Regions from separate parts of the Lactuca sativa genome. Here region 1 is linked to region 2. Evidence: chromatin contacts called from public Hi-C data. All regions are on one chromosome and are shown on one strand. Each heading gives the region's core, a stretch centred on a gene start, on an enhancer-like site or on the middle of the called end of the contact. The rest is flanking DNA. Distances are from core to core; before and after follow the strand shown.

Region 1 (4,914 bases), core at 1,387-3,886, 150 kb before region 2:
TCATCATATCCTCATTCCTCACTATAACAATAATATTTCCTCATCTTAATTGCACTTATATTTAATACGATTTTTATTCCAATTTTGTATGCATCTATATGTCTGAACTTGAGTTACTACACAAGTCACAAATACATAAAAAGCTCACACAATGGTCAAAATTGGCTTATCCATTGGAGATTCTTTGTACATCTCTCCTTTTTTAACTGAGTTTATTGCATGGAAAACGTCCAAATCACTTTTCAGATTGTCATCTTTCATCCACCAATACCAACTTAACCTTCTCTAAATCTAATTCTAATAATGTATCCATATTTTACCATATCCCTAAATGTAGGATCACACAGCCCGTTAGGAAACATTTGCAGTTTTCTACACCCATGCCTTTTAGGGCGCATGCGCATGCGCATCATAAATCATTATGTCTTATTATTTACCATATTCCTACAAATCTACGGATAAAGATCCAACAACAAGCCATGTCATTTTTAAGACTCCTGAATCTTGAAACCAATTCAACAGCCATGGATAGATCCTTCCACAAAACTAAGTCTAACCACAAAGATATATTTCTATAAATTCTTATCAACCAACCGTAACCGTATCTTCATCTAAAAACTAAGGTTCTTGGGGTAAAAAAAACAAACATTGACAAAAGGTTGTACTATACATATATGATATACCCATCAAATTAAGGCCCCACAATTCAAAAAGGCTGAAAATAACCCCTTGAGCTTGGACTTAAGTACACACTTGGGCTAGCTCAAAATCCAGTATACCAACATCTTCTATGTATATAGTATTTAAAGTTGGCTAATTTATGAACTTAATGAGAACAAGAATTAATCCAGTAAGCTACTATACATGGTTGCTTCTATTTTATTTGACTTAATGAGGAATCAGGAAATTAAGTCCTAACTTTTTTACAAATTTGCCCAGAACATAAATATTTAAACACATGAAAAGCAACATCCAACGCAACCATCTTCGAAAGTTCACTGATTTAGCTTTTTTTTTCACAATATATCTAAGAAGACATGTCGGCTGTTCATTAAGTTATTCTCTCCTATTTGGCACATGACACCCCATTACTCTAACATGCTAAAAGATGGTGGTAATGCTTAAATTGACATGAAACCTTTATTTTTTTCATCTACATTAAATCAAACTAGTTTCTCAAATCAAAGGTATAAATTATTTACACAGTAGAAATGGAAATTAAGTAAATAAAACAAGATAGAAGAAAGATATTATTACCTCAGCCGGCCATCCAAATGATTGTGAAGTGGAGTTTTGTAGCTTGTTTGCAGCATCAGTGTCAGAAGTTTTGCGAGGCCGACCCCGGGATCTTGAAACTGAAGCAGGCTCAGTATCAGTATGAATATCAGCACCATTGGCATTAACAGATACATTTTGTGCAGGGGGCCCCACCCTCCTAGGTCTTCCTCTTGGCCTCATCACGTTTCCTGACAAAGGCACAGTCACAGGTCTCCCAATTCTCTTGGGTCTGCCAACACCCCTCTTCTTCCCAATCCCACCACCACCATTGAACAGCATGATTGACATCAGCTTAGGCCTGCCAACTTTCCGCCTTACTCTCCTCTCTGCCTCCGCCTCACCAGAATCACCGCCGCCAGAACTTGTTACAACAGCTCTGCTAGCACTGGAACTCTTTGGCGGCCGACCACGGCCTCTCTTGGCTGAAACCACTACATTCTCAGGAGACTCAACAGTTGGTGCAACACCATCATCACCCAAACCTAATGAAGCAAAGATGGGTTCAGCAGCCCCTGCATAATTTCCTTGCAACTCTTGCCCAGAAGAACCCAAGTGCTGCTCGAATTGAGGTTCATAAGGTTGGATCTCAGCTGCTGGCTGTTCATCTGGCACCTGATTTTGTACCTGGAACCCGAATTCGTGTCTGGGTTTGGGAGGACGGCCGGGCTTTCTCCTAGGTTGAACAGAAGAATTATCAGCTTTAAAGCCAGGTGTAGTACCCAATGTATCAGTAGAAGTTACAGAATAGTCAGCGATATCATGGTCCAACGTGGGTGTGGGTGTGGGTGCGGGAGTTTCGAAAGGAACAGATCTAGGAAGTGGAAGCATGTAAGAGTGTTTGACGAGCGTTAGCTGACCCTCGTTTTTCATTCGCTTTAGGTGGTGAGTCAACAAGTTGGAGTGAGTAGGAGGCAAATTTGTATAATGCCGTTCTATGTATTTAGCTATAGCTTGTCTACTGGACCCATCTTTGTCCTTTAGAGCAACAATTGCTGCTACTATCATCTGCCAAGAAACAGACACAAAACCCACAAACAAAATTCAAAAAAATATATATATGTAGTGAAACTTAGAAACTGTTACAGGTCAAGCAGATGATGATATTGATAATTTCGAAAGAGAGGAAGGGACTTACATCGGAATAAGGTGGGTGGGCGCCGTTAGTAGTTGGGCTGGCAGGGTAAGGCTGATGTTGGTCGTTAACCGGCGACAGATCGGGAATCGAGTCCATGGAGAAGGAAATTGTTCGAGAGAAGAAAGGGAAAAGGGTTTGATGGTATATTTGATGGATGAGGATGAAAAAGGTTGAAGATGCGTTTTGGGTGTCAGTAGCGGATGGAGTCATGTGTATACGGACGGATGACATTTGTTAATTTCATTTGCATTTCAAAGTGTTTTACAATTATTTCTTCTAGGTTACAAAAAAGCCATAAATTTACATAAAATATTTGGTTATGTATAATTTTATGTCTTGATGTATAATACACCGAAAGATTTATTTATTTTTGTACTTTAGATGATTTTTACCTTCTACGGCACGTGAAACACCTATATGGTGCTAACTAGGACGTAGAGTATTGTTACGGCAAGTTTTAGGTACATATTTAGCTTTTCATTCAGGGCTTCTGTCTAATAAGCATCTTGGAATCCACTCTGTACGAAATAAATAATTGTTGGATTAGGAAGCCATACCGAGGGTTGGACCGCGGCATTGTTCTCCAACGCCCAAGTTAGATTGTGAATATGAGAATTGATCTGATATTGTATATAGTGGTTGGGATTAAGTAGTAGAATTCAAGTTGATATGGGTATCGAAGGATGGTGAGTGAAGTAGTTAGATTCTAGCATATTCTAAGTGGGGAAGAGTGGGACCTCGCAGCGGGAAGACCTTATGCCAAGGTTCAATTTTCAGTCGGAATTTCTCCACGTTCAAGACTTTCGTGCAAGTGTTGAATCTTCTGTTTTCGCATCAAGATCATCGTCAGTTGTTGGGTTTCCCTCGAGTTGTATTAGTTTTAGTTGCGAAAATATGTAGGGCGTGTTTGTGCATTAGACTCTAGGGTGTTAGGAGCCCAGGTTGAGGGATGTGATGAGGGCATCCTTGTCTGTTCTTGTCTGATTGGAGCTTAGATGTCTGAGTCATGGCCCAAAGGTCTGATAGGGTTAGTTAAGTCTTGTTGGGATTGATGTGCAGACCGGTTAGACTGTGAGTGTTGATGTAGGTTAGTGGGTCGGGGGTAAGCCTGAGTGATGTTGTTGGTTGGTGGATCGGGGGTAAACCCGAGTGTTGTCAGTGGATAGCTAAGCAGGGTTGTCAGAGCCGAATAGGAGCAAGGTCTAGTTTAGTATGTGACCAATTGATTTTGTTTCGATGATGTGCTTATTTGCGAGGTTAGCATGACGACGTTTGGCAAAGAAGGTTTTGGGTCGATCAAATCTGCAGACTTTCGGTCAGTTTGGCTGATGTGGGGGTTGTGTCAGGTTCCGAGTATAGAAAGGGTTCTTTCTGTCATGATTTAAGGAGGTTGTGTGGAGATGTTTTCTTCAGGACGTGTCGTATCACCAAAATTTCTGGGATGGCAAAATTGTCGAGGGATGGTCGTCTATTGGAGATGCTACAACAAATATGAATCAGATCTTGGAGGCACTTTTGAAGGACCCTTAAGGGGTTACATCGGGTAGTGGAAACGAGAACTGATTTTGAGGACGAAATCTAATTTAAGCGGGGGAGAATTGTAACATCATGTTTCTGGTCATTTCTTAATTCAAGGTTATGGGCCAAAAGCCAATTCTGTGAGGGCTTTGGGCCTTAAGGGGGTAAAGTTAGGCCCTTTGGAAGGTGACAATGATGGTTGAGAGATCTAAACCTTTAAATTGTGTTTTGGGTCAAAGGGTTGAAAAGGGAAAAGACTTAAATCGGGTTCTTGCATGAATTTCATATTTTAGTTCAAGAAGTTTTTAGTCCAAGATATCTGGATAATATTGTGGGGCTCTTGTACACCCTTCTGTGCATATAAAGAATGCCAAAATCGAAGTTGGAACAAAAAATGTGTGGTAGTTTGAAAGTGTGTTGAAGTTAGGAAGGAGGGTGGGCGTACCAGCATTGTGAAGTCGTGTCTTTAGAAGTGTACGTTGAGCATATCATTTGGTACGTTGGGCGTACGCGATCAAAATCCAAACCCTAAATTTGGGGTTTTGAGCCCTATTTAAGTTCCTTAGTTCCTCTAAACCTCTTCCACTCTCAGCCTCCATCTCTCTAATGTCCTCCGTTGAAACCCTTACCCTAAATTCAGGCCCAACTAGCAAGGAGATGGGCAAGGCCGATTGGAGGCACCGGGCGGGGATTTCGGGCGCGCCCTAGGCAAGGCGTCGGGCCGGTAGGAGAGTCCCCAACACGGATGGCAAGGGAACGCCAGGTAGTGTTGGAAAGGGAACGCCAGACAAGGCTGGCAGGAGCGTGACAGGCCAGGCTGGCACTCTAGAGCAGTCTAGGCCATGCTAATGGACCATATATCATCAAGTCCCCCCAGTCTGATGTTACCGGTACGCATCTAATGACATTGGATTGGACTTAGTCATATAAATTGTGTGTCATCAAATCCCCTTAGTCTGATGTGATTGGATTGCTAACAATCG
Region 2 (5,147 bases), core at 232-2,731:
TTGATCGATATGTTCTTCATATGACAATTGAGTTATTCGGTAGAAATATTTAGTTAGTGCAGACTTACCAACTTCTTTCAGCTTTGTTCCTACATCATTCAATAAAATTATGAAAATAAACTAAAATATAAAGATCAGAACAAGTAAGTTAAAAATTACTTTTGTGGCATTGATAAGTTAGTTACCTGAAGATGATAAGAAAAATTTGTAAGCAAGGCATTTTACCAAACAATTGGTGGGCATATTAATAAAATCACTTTAAAAATGTGTCTTTTAAACTTTTCCTTGTCCGTTAATGACATTTTCACATCACAAACAATGGTTTAGTCGAGTTCAATAAAAATTAATGAATTAAATAGAAATCAAAATGAAAAATAGAAAAATAAACCTCAAACTAAAGGCCGTGGCCATGTTATATACAGTCTTGATTTTTGTCACGACCTTATGGTATCCACAGGTAGCCATGGATAATACCTCCACTTACTCTTTAAAACAAACGAAAAAACAATTTTTTAGGTTAATAATGAACAAAAGAATTTTTTGAACACTTAAGAGTAATTTAAAATACCTGTTTGTTCTAAATAACTTTGGAATTGCAATTGCAGGTTTGCAAACTCTGTCATGATTTAAACAGAAACTCCAAATCCTACACTAAAATAAAAAAAATGTAGTTAATCTTAAGGATTAGCCATAGATTAAGATTGTGAGCATTGTCAAGGAGATGACCTTGTGCTAAAAGGGAACATTGTGAAGCTTACCTACCATTGATATTGCAGTTTCTTGCTCGAAACCGAGTCAATCGACAACGTACGGAGGGTACTCGTAACAAATGGATGCTAGAGACTCAAGAGGAAAAGGAGAGAGACAGAAGAGATGTTGTTTGAGGATGGCTGATGGTGTACATAATTTGTCGGCAGAGAAAGCATCGCGGGTGTAAGTTGTAATGGTGGAGCCGAAATAGGGTTAAGGTTTGTGTGATTTTAGGTTACTAGTGCAATCCAAATTTGGAAACTATGGAGAGGTTACGATTTGTGTACACATTTTTTCAAAAGAAAAGGAGTTTTTAATTTTTTTTAGATGACATTATCAAATTGATCAAATGGTGGAAAACTATAAAGGAAAGTCAATCAATGAATTTGATTGTTGAAGATGATGTAATCAAGTTTCTCTTTTAATAATATTTAAAGATATTATCTTTATAATATGTATGACATATTGTTATTTCTTAATAAAATAATAAAATAATAAAATAATGTCGTTCAAAAACAATTGCAAAATATGAGTTGTTAAATATCTAAGAATGGCAAATTGTATAGAGCTGAAGGACTATTTTTGCAGTTCACCAAAAATCGAACTTTTTTTTTTAATAGACACGAGAAGCGACAACAAATAAAAACCATATGACAAAATGAAGACAGCCAATAATGAAATATAAAATAAAGCACGACGAGTGGGCCCTTCTATGACCTATCGCCTTTCACATCTCACATCTCAGCTCTCACTTCTCACCTTTCTCCCCCATCTCCTCTCCTCTCCTCTCCCCTTTCACGTAACGCGGCGACAGCTCTATTTTCCTATCTTCCTCCTCTCTTTCCTTATCAAACAAACTCCATGGGAGACAACTGTATCTGTTGATTTATAAGAAACAGGGGATGCTGAGATCGATTGACTGTGAAACCAAAAGACGAATCGATAGTTTTTTGTCTTTGAAAACTAGTAAACTTGTAGGTCTTTGCGGGTTTTATGGGGAGTGGAACATTTGTGGACGGGGTCCTTCGTTGGTTTCACCATCACAATCGTCGATCCTCTTCTGTTCCTAATCCTGATGGCCATGTGAATCTCGATTCTGAAACAAAATCATTACCCTCGTCGTCATCATCTTCGAATCAACTCACCATTACCGAAGACTTTGATTTTTCTGCACTTAAGGTTATTAGGGTTCCCAAACGCATCAGTTTTCCACCTGTTTTCCCCTCACCTTCCGCCCCCATGGATCATAACAGAAAGGTTTCTTTCTTTTCATCTCTCACGCTCTCGAGATCTTTTATTATGAATATCAGTAATGAGTTTTGCTGCGATTAATTCATGTCAATTTGGATCCTTAACGTCGCTGTTTTCATGACGTCATAGATTTTTAGTAATTTGTACTCTGGGTTTTAAAGAACAAACCATATATAGCAAAATACACACACTAACCATCAAACAAGACGATAAATTGAATAAGTTGATGATTGATTTCATTTGTCCTTTTCCTTCTTGCTTTTGTTGATAAGTTGATCCCTCTACTGACAGTTTTGTGGGAGTAAGTATGAGGACCAGTGGCTCCTACTGGCCACAAGAACAAGTATACTGTAATATAGTTGATTTGATTTGTCCAACCAACCCCATTGTAGATGACGTAAATGTTGCATAAAAACAGACTTTCAACTGAATACAAAGTTTCGCCCTTTTGGCTGCATTAACAAGATGCATCTCTAGTTTGTTTCTGTTTTGTGGATTAAAGGTGTGTTTGTTATTGTTGACCCAGATTGAAGCAGAGTTCTTCACAGAGTATGGAGAGGCAAGTAGGTACCAAGTTCAAGAAGTTATTGGGAAAGGAAGTTATGGTGTTGTGGGGTCGGCTGTTGATACTCACACAGGCGAAAAGGTTGCAATCAAGAAGATCAATGATGTTTTTGAGCATGTTTCCGATGCCACTAGGATTCTTAGAGAAATCAAACTCCTTCGGTTGCTGAAGCATCCTGATATTGTAGAAATCAAGCATATAATGCTCCCTCCTTCTAGAAGAGAGTTTAAGGATATTTATGTAGTTTTTGAATTGATGGAATCTGACCTTCACCAAGTTATCAGGGCAAATGATGATCTAACTCCTGAACATTATCAGTTCTTCTTGTACCAACTTCTTCGTGGGTTAAAATATATTCATGCAGGTTGGTTCTTTTTTTATCTTGACAAGATATATGTTGTTGTGGTATTACAAGCCTGATACCTACTACAAATACTTGTATGAAAGAATGGTGCAAATATATGTATGTATGTATACTTTTGTGTTTGACTATTTGTCATTTGTGCAGCAAATGTGTTTCATCGAGATTTAAAACCTAAAAACATTCTTGCTAATTCTGACTGTAAATTGAAGATTTGTGATTTTGGGCTTGCTCGTGTGTCATTTAATGATGCACCATCAGCCATATTCTGGACGGTATGTTTAAACCTATGTGTATGCTTTGTCTTCAGTCACTTTTCTCATTTGTATTTTATATAATATATAACTACATTTGGTTTGTTGTTCAAAAATCGAAATATATGATTATGATTATCAGATTATGTATGTGTCATCAGTCATACTCATATGTTTGTATCTTCTTATTTCAATATTTAATTTAATTTAATTTAATTTAATTGTTGCAGGACTACGTTGCAACTCGATGGTATCGTGCTCCTGAACTCTGTGGATCCTTTTTCTCAAAAGTACAACGCCTCCTCCTCCTCCATTTCATTTTTTTTTATGTAGTCCAACTTTTTACCTTTTTAACAGCTTCTAAAGCTAAAATTACTTATTCACCCATTGTTGAAGCTGTTAAGAATTGTTGACACTGATTTCACCCTGAAACGAATTTACTAGTTGTTTCAAAAAACTGAATGTGGTTTTTTTTTACGTTGTGATATTATAGTAATAAGGAAACAAGATTTATTTAATGTGTGTGTATGTGAAAAGTAAAAACTACATAGGCACCTACCTGCCCACTGTTTTTGTCTTTTAATTATATATTTTTTTCATCATGTGATGTCTTGTTTGCAGTATACTCCTGGCATTGATATTTGGGGCATTGGATGCATATTTGCTGAGATTCTTACTGGAAGACCATTATTTCCTGGAAAAAATGTAGTTCATCAGTTGGATCTCATGACTGATCTGCTTGGCACTCCTTCCTCTGAATCTATTGCAAGGGTTGGGTTTTTTTTTTTTTTTTTTTTTTTTTTTTTTAGTATCATTCAAAATGATGCTTCAAATGAGTTATATCTAATCTTTAAAAAAGTGCAGATTCGCAATGAAAAGGCACGAAGGTATCTTAGTAATATGCGCAAGAAAGCGCCTGTTCCATTTACACACAAGTTTCCTAATGTGGATCCTTTGGCCCTTCGCCTATTGGAACGCCTGCTTTCTTTTGATCCAAAGGATCGCCCATCAGCTGAAGATGTAGGTGTATGATTGATTCTATAAAGATGACAATTGACAAGAAAGAAAGAATTGGGGATTGATTTTGCTTTTTGCAGGCACTGGCGGATCCCTACTTTCAAGGCTTGGCGAATGTGGAGAGAGAACCTTCAACTCATGCCATATCAAAGATGGAGTTTGAGTTTGAGAGGAGGAAATTGGGAAAAGATGATGTTAGAGAGCTCATCTATCGAGAGGTTTGGTTGCAACTTTTTTTTTTTTGATACATCATTTTGAAGTTAAATTTTTATATCATCAACCAAATGCTCTTATTATGCACATGGGATATGCTTTCTATGACTGTTTTCCTTTCACACAAAATAGAGATTAAGAGCAAATCTTAGTCTCACCTTTTCAAGTGAGACAAAAAAATTTGCAATTTTTGTCGGTACAAGGCCTTCCTGTTATCTTTTGTGACAAATTAGTAATGATAATATTTGGTAGATAAATTAAATTTTGCCAGATTAGAATAGGATATTTTTGCAATCTTCATATGAAAAAAACTTGGTTAATGTTAAGGTTGTCTTATTTGTAATTGTATCAGATTTTAGAGTATCATCCTCAGATGCTTCAGGAATATTTACGTGGTGGAGAACAAACTAGCTTCATGTACCCAAGGTCATATGCTTTCTGGGCCCACTTGACAAGTTGTACTGTATTTGACTTTGACAAATACAATAGTTGTCCCCACCCAAATGTTAGTTTTGATAACAGTTGAAAAGACGTGAATGCCCTTTGATTTCTAGGTCTATTTCAATGAAGAGGATGAGATAGATGTCTTTTGCTCGAGAGGCAGCCCATTGTTGTAAGTTTTTGGGTGGGAGAAAAAAAAATTACAATGACATACATGGTTCTGAGTCCCAAGTCCCAGTCCAATGCTTTAATCCATCTGAAAAAGATTATTCTTATGCATAAATAACATTTTCCA

What was found. A called contact is a pair of places that touch in the nucleus more often than the background predicts.
Region 1: a contact with region 2 is called in a Hi-C map of leaf, with 8 times the contacts expected there. The contact joins the promoter of LOC111899148 here to the promoter of LOC111899149 in region 2. A contact is called at or near these places in 2 of 4 Hi-C or Micro-C datasets (leaf and seed).

What each region holds. Positions count from the first base shown.
Region 1 is chr8:261,622,959-261,627,872 of Lsat_Salinas_v11, reverse strand. It overlaps LOC111899148, which reads right to left and starts at 2,636. Exons shown (of 4, transcript XM_023895031.3): 1 at 2,414-2,636; 2 at 1,258-2,283. The coding sequence starts at 2,623.
Region 2 is chr8:261,470,527-261,475,673 of Lsat_Salinas_v11, reverse strand. It overlaps LOC111899149 (mitogen-activated protein kinase 9), which reads left to right and starts at 1,481. Exons shown (of 11, transcript XM_023895032.3): 1 at 1,481-2,007; 2 at 2,528-2,930; 3 at 3,075-3,202; 4 at 3,412-3,471; 5 at 3,803-3,952; 6 at 4,046-4,201; 7 at 4,279-4,416; 8 at 4,764-4,837. The coding sequence starts at 1,744.